Linked DNA regions of Sus scrofa: region 1 is linked to region 2. Evidence: chromatin contacts called from public Hi-C data. All regions are on one chromosome and are shown on one strand. Each heading gives the region's core, a stretch centred on a gene start, on an enhancer-like site or on the middle of the called end of the contact. The rest is flanking DNA. Distances are from core to core; before and after follow the strand shown.

Evidence for each region. A called contact is a pair of places that touch in the nucleus more often than the background predicts.
Region 1: a Hi-C map of embryonic fibroblasts shows a contact between it and region 2, with 1.8 times the contacts expected there. The contact joins two enhancer-like sites. A contact is called at or near these places in 3 of 47 Hi-C or Micro-C datasets (adipose tissue, embryonic fibroblasts and omental adipose tissue) and 1 of 2 datasets of contacts at active chromatin or transcription factors (alveolar macrophages).

What each region holds. Positions count from the first base shown.
Region 1 is chr2:14,741,927-14,747,765 of Sscrofa11.1, reverse strand. No RefSeq gene overlaps it. Among named protein-coding and RNA genes, the nearest start is that of PTPRJ, 20 kb to the right of the region's middle. Within about 2 kb of position 1,290, at least 24 of the 83 cell types and tissues checked have an H3K27ac peak or open chromatin away from gene starts, as enhancers often do. A contact at or near this core is called in embryonic fibroblasts, where this site is marked.
Region 2 is chr2:14,618,384-14,624,568 of Sscrofa11.1, reverse strand. All of the region lies in intron 1 of PTPRJ (receptor-type tyrosine-protein phosphatase eta), which reads left to right. Among named protein-coding and RNA genes, the nearest start is that of TRNAE-UUC, 55 kb to the left of the region's middle. Within about 2 kb of position 2,393, at least 20 of the 83 cell types and tissues checked have an H3K27ac peak or open chromatin away from gene starts, as enhancers often do. A contact at or near this core is called in embryonic fibroblasts, where this site is marked.

The sequences.
Region 1 (5,839 bases), core at 41-2,540, 120 kb before region 2:
TACAGCATTTCCACACCTGTGGTGTAGGTTGCAACTGTGGCTCTGATTCTGTTCCCTGGTCCGGAACTCCATGTGCCATGGGGGGGGAGATGCAAAAAAAGAAAAAAACTTTTTTTTTAATTAAAGAAAGTAAACAGACAAACATGGAACTTGAATTCTGGTTTGGCTGGAGAGGGGGAGACAATAGAGAAGATACATGATGGAAATGCATGGTGCAATAGATGGTGATGAGAACTAAGGAGAAAAAGTGGGAAGAAGGTAAGAAGTATCAGAACAGGGAGTTCCCATTGTGGGCTCAGTGGTTAATGAATCCGACTAGGAACCATGAGGTTGCAGGTTCAATCCCTGCCTCGCACAGTGGGTTAAGGATCTGGCATTGCTATGAGCTGTGGTGTAGGTTGCAGACTCGGCTTGGATCCCGCGTTGCTGTGGCTCTGGTGTAGGCCAGCAGCTACAGCTCCAATTCGACCCCTAGCCTGGGAACCTCCATATGCCGTGGGAGCGGCCCCAGAAAAGGGAAAAAGACAGAAAAAAAAAAAAAAGAAGTATCAGAACAGGAGGTGTTAGAAAGGGTGACCATCAAAGGCTTCACTGAGAAAATGAACATTTAGTAAAGACCCGAATTAAGTAGGGGGAGCTGCACATCCATCTGGGGCGAAGACATTCTAGGCAAAGAAATTAGCGTGTACAGGAGTTCCCGCTATGACGTATTGGAAATGAATCTGACTAATATCCTCGCTCAGTGGTTGAAGATCTGGTGTTGCCGTGAGCTGTAGTGTAGGTCATGGACTCGGCTCAGATCCTGCATTGCTGTGGCAGTGGTGTAGGCTAGCAGCTGTAGCTCTGATTTGACCTCTAGCTTGGAAACTTCCGTATGCTGCTCCTGCGGCCTAAAAAGCAAAGCAAAGCAAAGCAAAAAAAAAAAAAAAAAAAAAAGGTAGCATGAGCAAAGGCCCTGGGTGTTAGAGGAGCCCTGTCAACTCACCGGGTACCGTTCTAAGTCACTTCTCTGAGAGAGGTACTGTATTGCCCATGTACAGATGGTCAAACTGTGGCTAGAGAATGTAAGAAACCTGCTGCGGGTTAAATAAGAGGCAGAACCAGGCTTCTACCTAAGCAGCCTAACTCCAGAACATGTGCTTGTAAATACTAAGCTAGGTTAAAGCATGATTTCATAGGCCTGGGGAGACCCAGGTATGGAGGATTTACACCTCCAGCTATAAGCAGCCTTCCAAGCCCTGGAGGAAAACCCTGGGTGTGGTGGTAGGGGAGGGAGTGACTCAGGCCTTGGCTGGCTTCCTGCTGAGTCACTGCTGATGGGCCGTGAAGGGAGGCAGTGGCACTCAGGCCTCACCTCCTCTCATTGGCAGGTTCCTGCCTTTTGGGGGAGATGCCTGGCGGCGAGCCTTAACCACACATCTTTGGTGGACGAATTCGCCTGACTTTCCTAAGAGCCCTGTTGTGGAACTGTGAGTGGGCTCCATTTCCTGGTGTGGCCCCACCGCCAGCAGGAGGGGACAACCCTGGAGGTGGACATTCTGCCCGCTGTAGCTCTGCATTTCCACCGTGTCCTGGATGGACACGTCTGTCCCCTGTACGGCTGTCTGTCTTTCATCTCAGGTGAACTCTTCAAGAACAAGCTGTGTGCTGGCCAGGCCGAAGCAGAGAAAAAGATGCAAAAGGCAGCCGCACACATCAAGAGGCTCACCCTCCTGACATGCTCACTCAGGAATACAGCAAGGAGGGAATGCATAAGCACGAGACCATGTCAATCACATTTGCTAAGATTTCAGAACAGAGATTGGTGAATAATAACAGCAAGCACAGAGTTCTCGATGTGGCACAATGGGATCTGTGGTGTCCCTGGAGTACTGGGATGCATGTTCGATTCCCGGCTCTGCACAATAGTTTAGGCATCTGGTTTGTCTCTGCAGCTGCAGCTGCAGCATAGGTTGCAACTGAGGCTTGGATCTGAACACTGGCCTGGGAATTTCCAAGAAAAGGAGAAAAAAAAAAAAAAAACCCAAACAACAACAAAGCAATTAGTGAGTATTGAGGGCTTACTATACACCAGAGCACTTAACATGGTTTATCTCGTCTTCATCATTCTCACAACATCTAGTAGGGGAGGGGCTTCCTAACTTATAGAAAAGACGGCAGAGGTTCAGAGAGGTCACACCTAGGGCAGGAAGGACATTGGGAATCACATGCTGGAGTCACGCAAGTGCAGGCTGGATTTAGGGAGCTCTGAGGAGCTGGAGCCAAAGGATGGAGGAGGAGAAACAGCCACAGATGAAGCTGGAGGGGACAGTGGGACCAGACCATGAATTGTGGAGGGGACAGTGGGACCAGACCATGAATTGTGGCAGGAACCACCAAAGGTTTTCTGGCATGCTTCTCCTTGGTGCTCCAGAGGCACTGCACCTGTGTTGCTTTGGCTTAGGGTCACGCTGGAGCTTGAAGAACAGAGATGAACAAACCCCGTGGGAAGAACTCAGACCGTCTGTGTGGTGAGATCCTGCTCCTTGCTCACCAAGCTTCCTCTGTATTTGCTGAACCTCTGCTGCAGAACATCCTTAGAAGAGAGCTGTATGTTCCAGGAACCTACAGCTGGCTGGTCCTCTCCATGCGGTCCATGCCTTTTCCAACTGTCCTGATTCACCTCTTTTCCTGGCCTTCACCCCCCTGTTTCCCAGTTCTGATGTGCACATAAGTTGCTTCTGTCTAGCTAGCATTTCCTCTGCTTTTGCAAAACTTTTCCTCCCTGTGCTCCTCCTCCCCCTGCCCCCCACCTTCTTCTTTAATGGCTGCACCAGTGGCACATAGGAGTTCCCAGGCCAAGGATCAAATTCAAGCCTCAGCTACTTCCTACGCTATAGCTGTGGCAATGCTGGATCCTTAACCCACTGTGCCACAGCAGGAACTCCCTCCCTGGGCTTCTTGTGTGATCTAGCCAGGTTGCCTCACGATACTTTCTTGGAGTAGACACCCTACCAATGGGTCTCCTTTCCTCCTGGCTTAAGAAACCCTGATTTTGTTCTGGGTGATCGCATGGCCAGCTCTAGGCAATGGATCACAGTTACATCTAAGCCCATCACAACCTTTCCCACACTTTTCCAGACTCCCTTGCCACTAGGGGTATCCATGTGACCTAGATGTTGCCCATAAGGCGTGAGGGGCCATCTGCACTGGGGCTTCTGAGAAAACTTTTGATTTCCTTGACAAAAGGGAAGGCTCTTGGCCCTTCCCACTGCCCCCAACATAAACACAGTCATGATGGCCTGAGCTCTCTGCAAGCTGGAAGAAGGTTGATGGAGGGTTTTCAGCAGCCATCATTTGAAGAGGGCCTGGTTTCTGAGAAGAGAGAACCATCAAATACAGAGAGAAAAGTAACAGAGCAGAGAGGGAAACAGAGAGAGAAAAGTTAAAAGTCTTGTTTGAATGTCTAGATTCATACCTGAAACTAGTACCACCCCTGGAATTCCAAGTTATATGATCCAGACGCACCTTTCTTTTTTCCTCATGTGTTGAGATAGATTTCTATCATTCGGAACCAAAGGCCCAGGGCTCCCAGCTTGATGGTGAATGTTTAGCAGAGATCCCAACCTTCCTCCGTCTGTGACACCTGTGACCTTGACAGGCTGTTAGGATGTGTGTGTGAGGGTTCGGGCCACATGTCCTTCACCTGCCCCCCCATGTCAGCACCCCCTCCCCAACACACACACACACAATCTCCATCTCTACTCTCTTGGTCAAAAAATGGCCCAAGGGAATGAGGAACAAGGAAACCCAGGGTGTCACCACATACCAAGGGCCCTTCAATTCCGCAGTGTCCTCAGAATGCCCTCACAACATCCTTGTTGAGAAACACTGGGGTTAAGAAAAGGCAGTCAAAGAAAAGCTGGCAGGGTGGGCGGGGGTGGGGGTGAATGGGGTCTGTCTGATCCAGGGGGACGTACGAGACCATGTATCTGTTCTCTCACTTTGTTCTTTCACAAAACACACTCCTTTTGCCTTCCATTGGTATTAGGATTATTAATTGGGATATAATTGACACATAACATTAGTTCCAGATGTACAATATAATGATTTGATATTTGTACATACTGTGAAATGATCACCACACTAAGTCTAGTAAACACCCATCATCACGCTAGTTACAAATCTTTCTTTTCTCCTGTGATGAGACCTTTCAAGACTCTTCTCTGAGCAACTTTCAAACATACAATAGTAGTAGTATTTTTTTCTTTTTCTTTTTTTTTTGTCTTTTCACTATTTCTTGGGCCGCTCCCGCGGCATATGGAGGTTCCCAGGCTAGGGGTCGAATTGGAGCTGTAGCTACTGGCCTACACCAGAACCACAGCAACTCGGGATCCGAGCCGCGTCTGCAACCTACACCACAGCTCACGGCAACGCTGGATCGTTAACCCACTGAGCAAGGGCAGGGATCGAACCTCAACCTCATGGTTCCTAGTTGGATTCACTAACCACTGCGCCACGATGGGAACTCCCATTTTTTTCTTTTTAAAAAAAGTTATGTCTTTGGCCTCGCCAGCAGCATGTGGAAGCTCCTTGGGCCAGGAATTGAACCCATGTCACAGCAGTGACTGGAGCCACAGCAGTGACAATGCTGCATTCTTAACCTCTAGAGCGCCCTATTTTTCTATTTATCGCCACACCTGGGTCATATGGAAGTTCCTGGGCTAGGGGTTAAATTGCAGCTGCAGCTGCTGGCCTACATCACAGCCATAGCAACACAAGATCCGAGCCACATTGTGACCTACGCTGCAGCTTGTGGCAATGCCGAATCTTAAACCCACTGAGTAAGATTAGGGATTGAACCTGCATCCTTATGGCTACTAGGTCAGGTTCTTAACCTGCTAAGCCACAATGGGAACTCCTACAATAGCATTATTAACGTGCTGCTCATTACATTCTGTGACTTACTTATTTGAAAGGTGGAAGTTTCTGACACCACCTCCCACTTCGGACACCACCAATCTGCTCTCCATGCAACACATTTTTCTGTTGGGCACCCACGTTGTGCCAGAGTCTAAAATGCTCCCTGCCTTCTCTGCCTTGGTGAGGGAATGTGAAGCACAGTGTATGAAAGATGACAGAAGGAAACTGACTGGTCAGACCCTCCAATTTCTCTCCTTCTCAAAGAAGAAATGATCTTAACATGAAACAGATGAAATCCAGTTTGGCAATGAGAGAGCCTTACTATTGAGTGGGATTTGGGATGTTAAAATGAGGTGTCATATTGAGAGTTAGAATCTCCTTTCCTGAAATGAAGATCTAAACCACCGACAAATCTTTAATAGGAATCTCCTTTAGGTGTAAAGCAAGGGCTTCAAGTGAAGATACTTAGGGTTGAATTCTGATTCCTTTTTTTTTCTTTCTTCTTTTTTTTTGTTTTTTGTTTTTTGTTTTTTTGTCTTTTTGCTTTTTCTAGGGCCACTCCTGCAGCATATGAAGATTCCCAGGCTAGGGGTTGAATTGGAACTGTAGCCGCCGGCCTACGCCAGAGCCAGAGCAACTTGGGATCCGAGCCGCATCTGCGACCTACACCACAGCTCATGGCAACGCTGGATCCTTAACCCACTGAGCAAGGCCAGGGATCGAACCTGCACCCTCATGGTTCCTAGTTACATTGGTTAACCACTGCACCACCACGGGAACACCTTCTTCTTCTTCTTTTTTTAATGGCTGCACCCCTGGTGTATGGAAGTTCCCAGGCCAAGTATTGAATCTGAACCACAGCTGCAGCAATGCTGAATTCTTTAACCCACTGTGCCAGGCTGAGGATCAACCCGAGCCACTGCTGTTGGATTCTTAA
Region 2 (6,185 bases), core at 1,144-3,643:
CTGATTGATAGCTGGACTCCATATGCCGGAGCGGCCAAAAATAGAAAAAAAACAAAAAATATATATATATATTATAGAGTTCATTGTGCTCGCGGGTTAAGGACCCGACGTTGTCTCCGTGAGGATGTGGATTCCATCCCTGGCCTTGCTCAATGGGTTAAGGATGTGGTGTAGGTCCCAGATGTGGCTCAGATCCATTGTTGCTGTGGCTGTGGTGTAGGCGGGCAGCTGCAGCTCTAATTTGACCCCCAACCTGGGAACTTCCAGATGCTGCAGATGTGGCCATAAAAAGAAAAAAAAATGGCTATAAAGTGATTTTATCAAGCTTACCAAGTATCATAATAAGATATTTCTGACATATTAAATTTACTTAACGTTGATGGAAGTTGGTAGGTGTTGTTTGATGTCAAACCTGTTGGGAATTTGGATCCTTTAACTTGTTACTGATAGACTTTAGCCCCTGCTGGGACATGTTGGCCCAACTTTTTGGTTAACAGGACCTGGCTCTTTCCCTATAGATCTTATACAAAGACTTTGAGGCACCCCAGGGAAATGCCAGGAGGACTGAGACACCCATTGGCACCATGGTCCCTCAAACCTGAGATTGGGTGGGCTGGTTTTTGGTGTCTGCTGGGATGGACGTGTGCATTTTTTTTTTTTTAAGGGCCACACGTGCAGCATATGGAAATTACCAGGCTACAGATTGAGTCGAGCTGCAGCTGCCAGCTTACACCACAGCTACCGCAACGTGGGATCCGAGCTGTCTGCGACCCACACGACAGCTCATGGCAACATGGGCTCCTGAGTGGGGCCAGGGATTGAACCTGCATCTTCATGGATACTAGTTGGGTTCTTAACCCGCCGAGCCATGATGGGAACTCCAGATGTGGGCATCTTAAGCCTGTATGTAGCTGTTAAGGATGACACAGGGGTGTAGAAGTTCTTGGGAGCACAGTGGCTCCCCGAATGCTAGATTCTGGATTCGACTTGGGGTCAGCTTCAGGGTAGCAAGACCACGATGCCCAAGAACATTTTGTCTTTGATTTCCAAGTGGCCTTCCTCTTCTCAGTGCTGCCCTTTGCTGGGCGGAGATGGGTCTTGTCTGGAAGGGGAGCTCTTTCTGCCATTTACGTTCTTGCCGAGCCCCAGGGGGAGGGCTGATGGGAGGTGGGGTCGGGGGGAGGATTGGCGGGGGGGTCCGGGCCATTGTGGGAGAGAAGGCTTGGGGCTCTTAGTGGAGCCTTTGGGGTTTGAGTCAGTTGTGCCTTTGAAAAAATGTACCCCTTTTGGGCTTGTCTGTGGAAGCAATTAGGGAGATCACAGGACCGTTTCTGATTCCTGATTCTGTACAGTGTCTATTCAGAAAAATAGAAAACAGTCGACTGGAACAGGGGATTATTTCAGCACACACAGAGTCCTGTTGTCTCAGAGGCATGCCCTCAGACAATTTGCCTTTTAGTGAAGTTTCAGCCCATGAAAGGAAATAAAAAGTGTTTTATTAGATGGCAAAGAAAGATGGACTAGACTTAGGAGACTTCGAGAATTTTAGCTTTTGCTTTGTTAAGGCAAACTTTGGAAGAGAGTGACTCTTTATGTAATGCAATTTATTTGTACAATGCGGTAATTATCGCTACTGGTTCATAATTATCTTCAACGGAGTAAAATGCCAGTGTGCATGCATGCGTGTGTATATTGTGTCTCTTTTGTTCAAAGCTCAGTATTATTGCTTTTGAGCGTGCGTGTACCTCAAGGATGCAACCAGCTGAGATTTATTAAGCATCTACTTTACACAAGACTTTATAGAAGTTCAGCCACAACCCTGGGGGTGGGGGGCGGTCAGGCAGCAGCATTTCCCACCTGAATATGTGGAAACTTCTAGAGAATTTGGTGACTCACTCAGTGTCGTAGGTGATGGAGTTCAACCTGGCTCAGCCTTCCACAACCGTTCTTGGGCTGCAGTAAAAGCCTGACTCATTCACTTTAGGTCTGGCTGGAACCCAGCACAGCATGATGCAGTTTACAGAATGTGTTTACATCCATCATGTCTCTTAAGTGTTGAATCTTGTTTCCTGGAAGCACATAAGGAAAAGCAAGGGATCCCCGAATGTGACCAGTGACGTGTTGTGTGACCAGATGGTGCCAGTCAATAGGCACGAAAAAGGCTGGCAAAGTGCTGGGGACAGAGCCTCAGCCTTCCTGACTTCGGTATGAAAATGGTGCAAGTTCTTGGTCAGCGAGGAAAATCACTCTTGGTCCAACTTCCTACATAGTCCTCTGGGGTTACTTTGGTTACTTTCTAAAGATTTGTTGGATTGGTGGATTCGTTAAAGGGAGAATGGGAAGAAGCCTCCAGAAGTTTGCAGTGCATCCGAGAAAAACCCTCCCTTGGACCCACCTTCTCCACCAAGAATAGTCTGGCCAACTGGAACCTAGGGAGTGAACTCGGCCTGGATTCCGGAAGACCTGGCCCCTTTCTTGTTTAAAGACCCTTCAAGGATGTCTTCACTTGATGCTGGATTGAATTTTCCTCCAACCTCACCAGCTCCCAGCTCCCTCCCTCCTTCCCTGGAATGTCGTGTTCAGAGCTTTCCTGGGAGCTCATAGGCTGTGGCTACTTCAGACCAGAGGGGACCCCCTCTGGGCTACATCATCTTTTCTCACTGTCTCTTTAAAATACCCTAAGCCAGTGTTTTTCAGATGAGTCACCTAGAGAGCTGATAAAAAACACGGAAGTCCAGGCCAGTTGAAGTGGGACAGGGCAGGGCCTTTGTATTTTTACTAAAGTCCCTGGATGGTCCCAATACTTAGCAAAGTGTGGGAATCCCTCCCATGCCCTTTCTTGCTGTTGTATTTTTTTTTTCTCACACTATTCTTGGCTTGAATGCTCTCTTCTGTTCTTTCCTGCTGTCCAAATCAAGTCTAGTTTTCACGACTAGACCCTCTCCCCACTACCAAAACTTTCTTTTTATTTTTCTGAAATATAGTTGATGTACAATGTTGTGTTAGCTTCGGGTGTACAGCAAAGTGATTCAGTTATACATACCTATATAACTTTTTTTTTTTTTTTAGATTCTTTGCCCTTATAGGTTATTACTAGATATTGAATAGAGTTCCCTGTGCTATATAGTTGGTCCTTGTCATTGATCTGTCAGCTACTAAGCTTCTTACCATCCAAACGTCCAGTGGTCAGCCGGTTTAGGCACTATGCTTGGCATGAAATAGAGTCCCCAGCTTCAAGGAGTTTCCAGCCAAATGGACAGTGACAAGGATGACCAGTAAGAAGAGGGAAAAGGTTCTGAGTGTCTCGCAGAGGAAAGCTGTGCTGAGGAACAGAGTTTGGCCAAGTCGTCCTGGTAGAGGAACGAGTGGAAATTCCTTGGGCAGAGGATGGAGTGAGACGGACGGCTCCTGCTTTCTGGGTTGTACGACCAGCACGAGTCACGGGATGGGATGACAGCACAGATTATTCAGGGGATTTGAAGTCTGTTGATATGTGGGAAAATGTTCATGAAGTGCGAATTCTGCTTTTATGACTCATACTTTCCCTTGCAGAAGGTATCAGTTACATTGTTTCAAAAAAAAAAGTGTATGTTGAAAAGGTCAGAAGAAGACATAAAGTGGTAGAATGTAAAAAGTGGACCTCCTCACCCAATTCAACAGCTCCATCGAAAGAGAGGGGGGAAAAAAAAAAGAAAAAAGAAATCGGTTGCTCATTTCTTTGTTTCCCTTGCCAGTCTTTAAGCCACTTTAGAGGAGGGGACTTTCATCTCTGTGTCCCTCGGATGCTCGTGGGGCCTGGGCACGCAGAATGCAGTCCGCGATCAGGGGCGAGGGAAGGAGTTCAGACCGGGAACTGTGGACAAGTCCCTTTTCCCTCTCTGGGCCTCTGTTTCCTTGACTCTACATAGAGGCAGCTCGGTACAGATAATACCCATGATTTTATTCTGCATTATGACTGACCACCTCTATCCCACTTGCTTGCCCTTGAAACCCTGAGGTTCACACACGTGGAGCCAGTGTTACCCCCAAACGGCCAGGCCAGCTCCGTCCCAGGCCCCGAGATCCAGTTAAAGTCCATCAGTCAGCCAGTGCTGAGTGAGCATGTCACGGAGGGAAGGCGATGGGCTGGACACGGGTGGCTCTTAAGTGTGTGACTCCCATCACCCGAAGAGGGAGTTTATCATTTAGTTTGGGAGAGCAGGTAAACACGCAAAAAGATAAATTGGCTTATGCTGAGGACAGGGTCAGACTGCAGATGTCCAGGTACCAGAGGGCGCTCGAAGATAGCCGTTCTAGTTCCTGTTGTGGCTCAGTGGATTAAGAACCCAGCTAGTATCCACGAGGAGGTAGGTTCAATCCCTGGCCTTGCTCAGTGGGTTAAGGATCCAGCGTTGCCGCAAGCTGCAGCGCAGGTCACAGATGTGGCTTGGATCTGGCTTTGCCATGGCTGTGGTGTAGGCCTCAGCTGCAGCTCCAATTTGACCCCTAGCCTGGGACTTCCATATGCTGCAGGGAAAAAAAAAAAAGAAAAGGCAGTTCTCTAGCCAGTGTGTTTTGACCAGCCGGCACCATTTCAAAGTATTTTATTTCACGAATACCCTGTATTCATGAAGAAAAATTTTGTTCCTTCCGATGTCTTATCAGCCAGTTGGACCTTCAGACAGGCTTGAGAGATGCTGTGTTCTTAAACTGAGTTGATGGAACTCTCGCCAGGAGCAAAGTAACAATGGCAATAATGATAGACTTATCCTCTCTTGAACATTGGCCTTGTGCCAGACATGATTTCATTTCATTATCTAAAGTCTTTGAGGAGGGACTGTGGTGATCCCTATTTTCAGAGGAGAAGATTAAACTTGAGCTTAGGGCTCAAGCTAGTAATTGTCAGAACCAGGACGCAGAAGAGACCCAGCCCACAGGCTCATGCTCTGACCTGCTGTAGGCCTGTGCCCACGGCCCATCCGGGGTAAATATGTGATTTTGGACAGTGGTCGGCAAACTGTGGTCCCCTGGGCCACGTCCAGCTGCTGCTTGTTTGGGGGTAGTCTGGGAGCCAGGAGTGGTTTTTACATTTTTAAGTGGTTCAAAAAAACATCAGCAGGAAGAATAATATTTTCGGACCTGTGAAAATGGTATGAAATGCGAATTGAATGCTTTTCAGGTTTTCTTGGAACACGGCCACGGTCGTTAGTTTACGCATTGTCTGTGGCCGATTTCACATGACAACAGCAGTGTCGTTAAGACCTGTAAAGCCTAAAATATATACTGTCTGGCCTTTTACAGAAATAGTTTGCCGACCTCTGATTTAGGGCATTCATTAGGCTTTAGGAGATGTTGAAAACCGCCTATCACCTCCCATTGCTGTCCTCACCATTCGTGGCTAGGCTTCACTGATAATCAGTATTTTATGGCTCAACATTCTCTTTTCGTTGCTTGGCTATCATAGGAAAGGGTTGACTTTGTGATGTCACTGGCTTGATACTACCTGCCCCCTGGTGATCTGCCCAGGTGCCATCTTATCAAAGATCATTCTCTTAGGTGGATGGTGTGGTTTTGTCCTGAAAAAAATTTTAAAAAAGGATTTTTTTTTTTTGGTGGTCGTCATATATGAGTTATTGTTAAAAGAGGAAAAGCTGATTGGAGAACAGTTGACGTTTTCTGTGTTGTCTGGATCTTTCAGTGATGCACTTTTTTTTCTTCCTTTTTACAGCCACATCTGCAGCATCTGGAAGTTCCCAGGCTAGGGGTCAAATCAGAGCTGCAGCTGCCGGCCTACACCACAGCCACAGCAATGCCAGATTCAAGGCGAGTCTGCGACCTACACTACAGCTCATGCCAATGCCGGATCCTTAACCCACTGAACAAGGCCAGGGATCGAACCTGCATCCTCATGAATATTAGTCGGGTTTGTTACCACTGAGCTACCACGGGAACTCCCCAGTGATGCACTTTTTAATCTAAGAGAATATTATAGGCAGAAAGTTCTGTATAAGGACCGGTCACCACCCACTGTGATTGTTGAGGCCACCTTGAGACTGTCCTGGCACGTGGGGAGAAGTCAGGCCTGGGGCCTAAGCTGTGATCTCGCTGGCAGCCGGGGAAGTTGGGGTTGGCGTGGGTGTGCTGGGCGTGCCTTTCTCCTGGGCCAGCTTCAGGATGGCTCAGAACGTATGGCTAGTCTGAGAGTT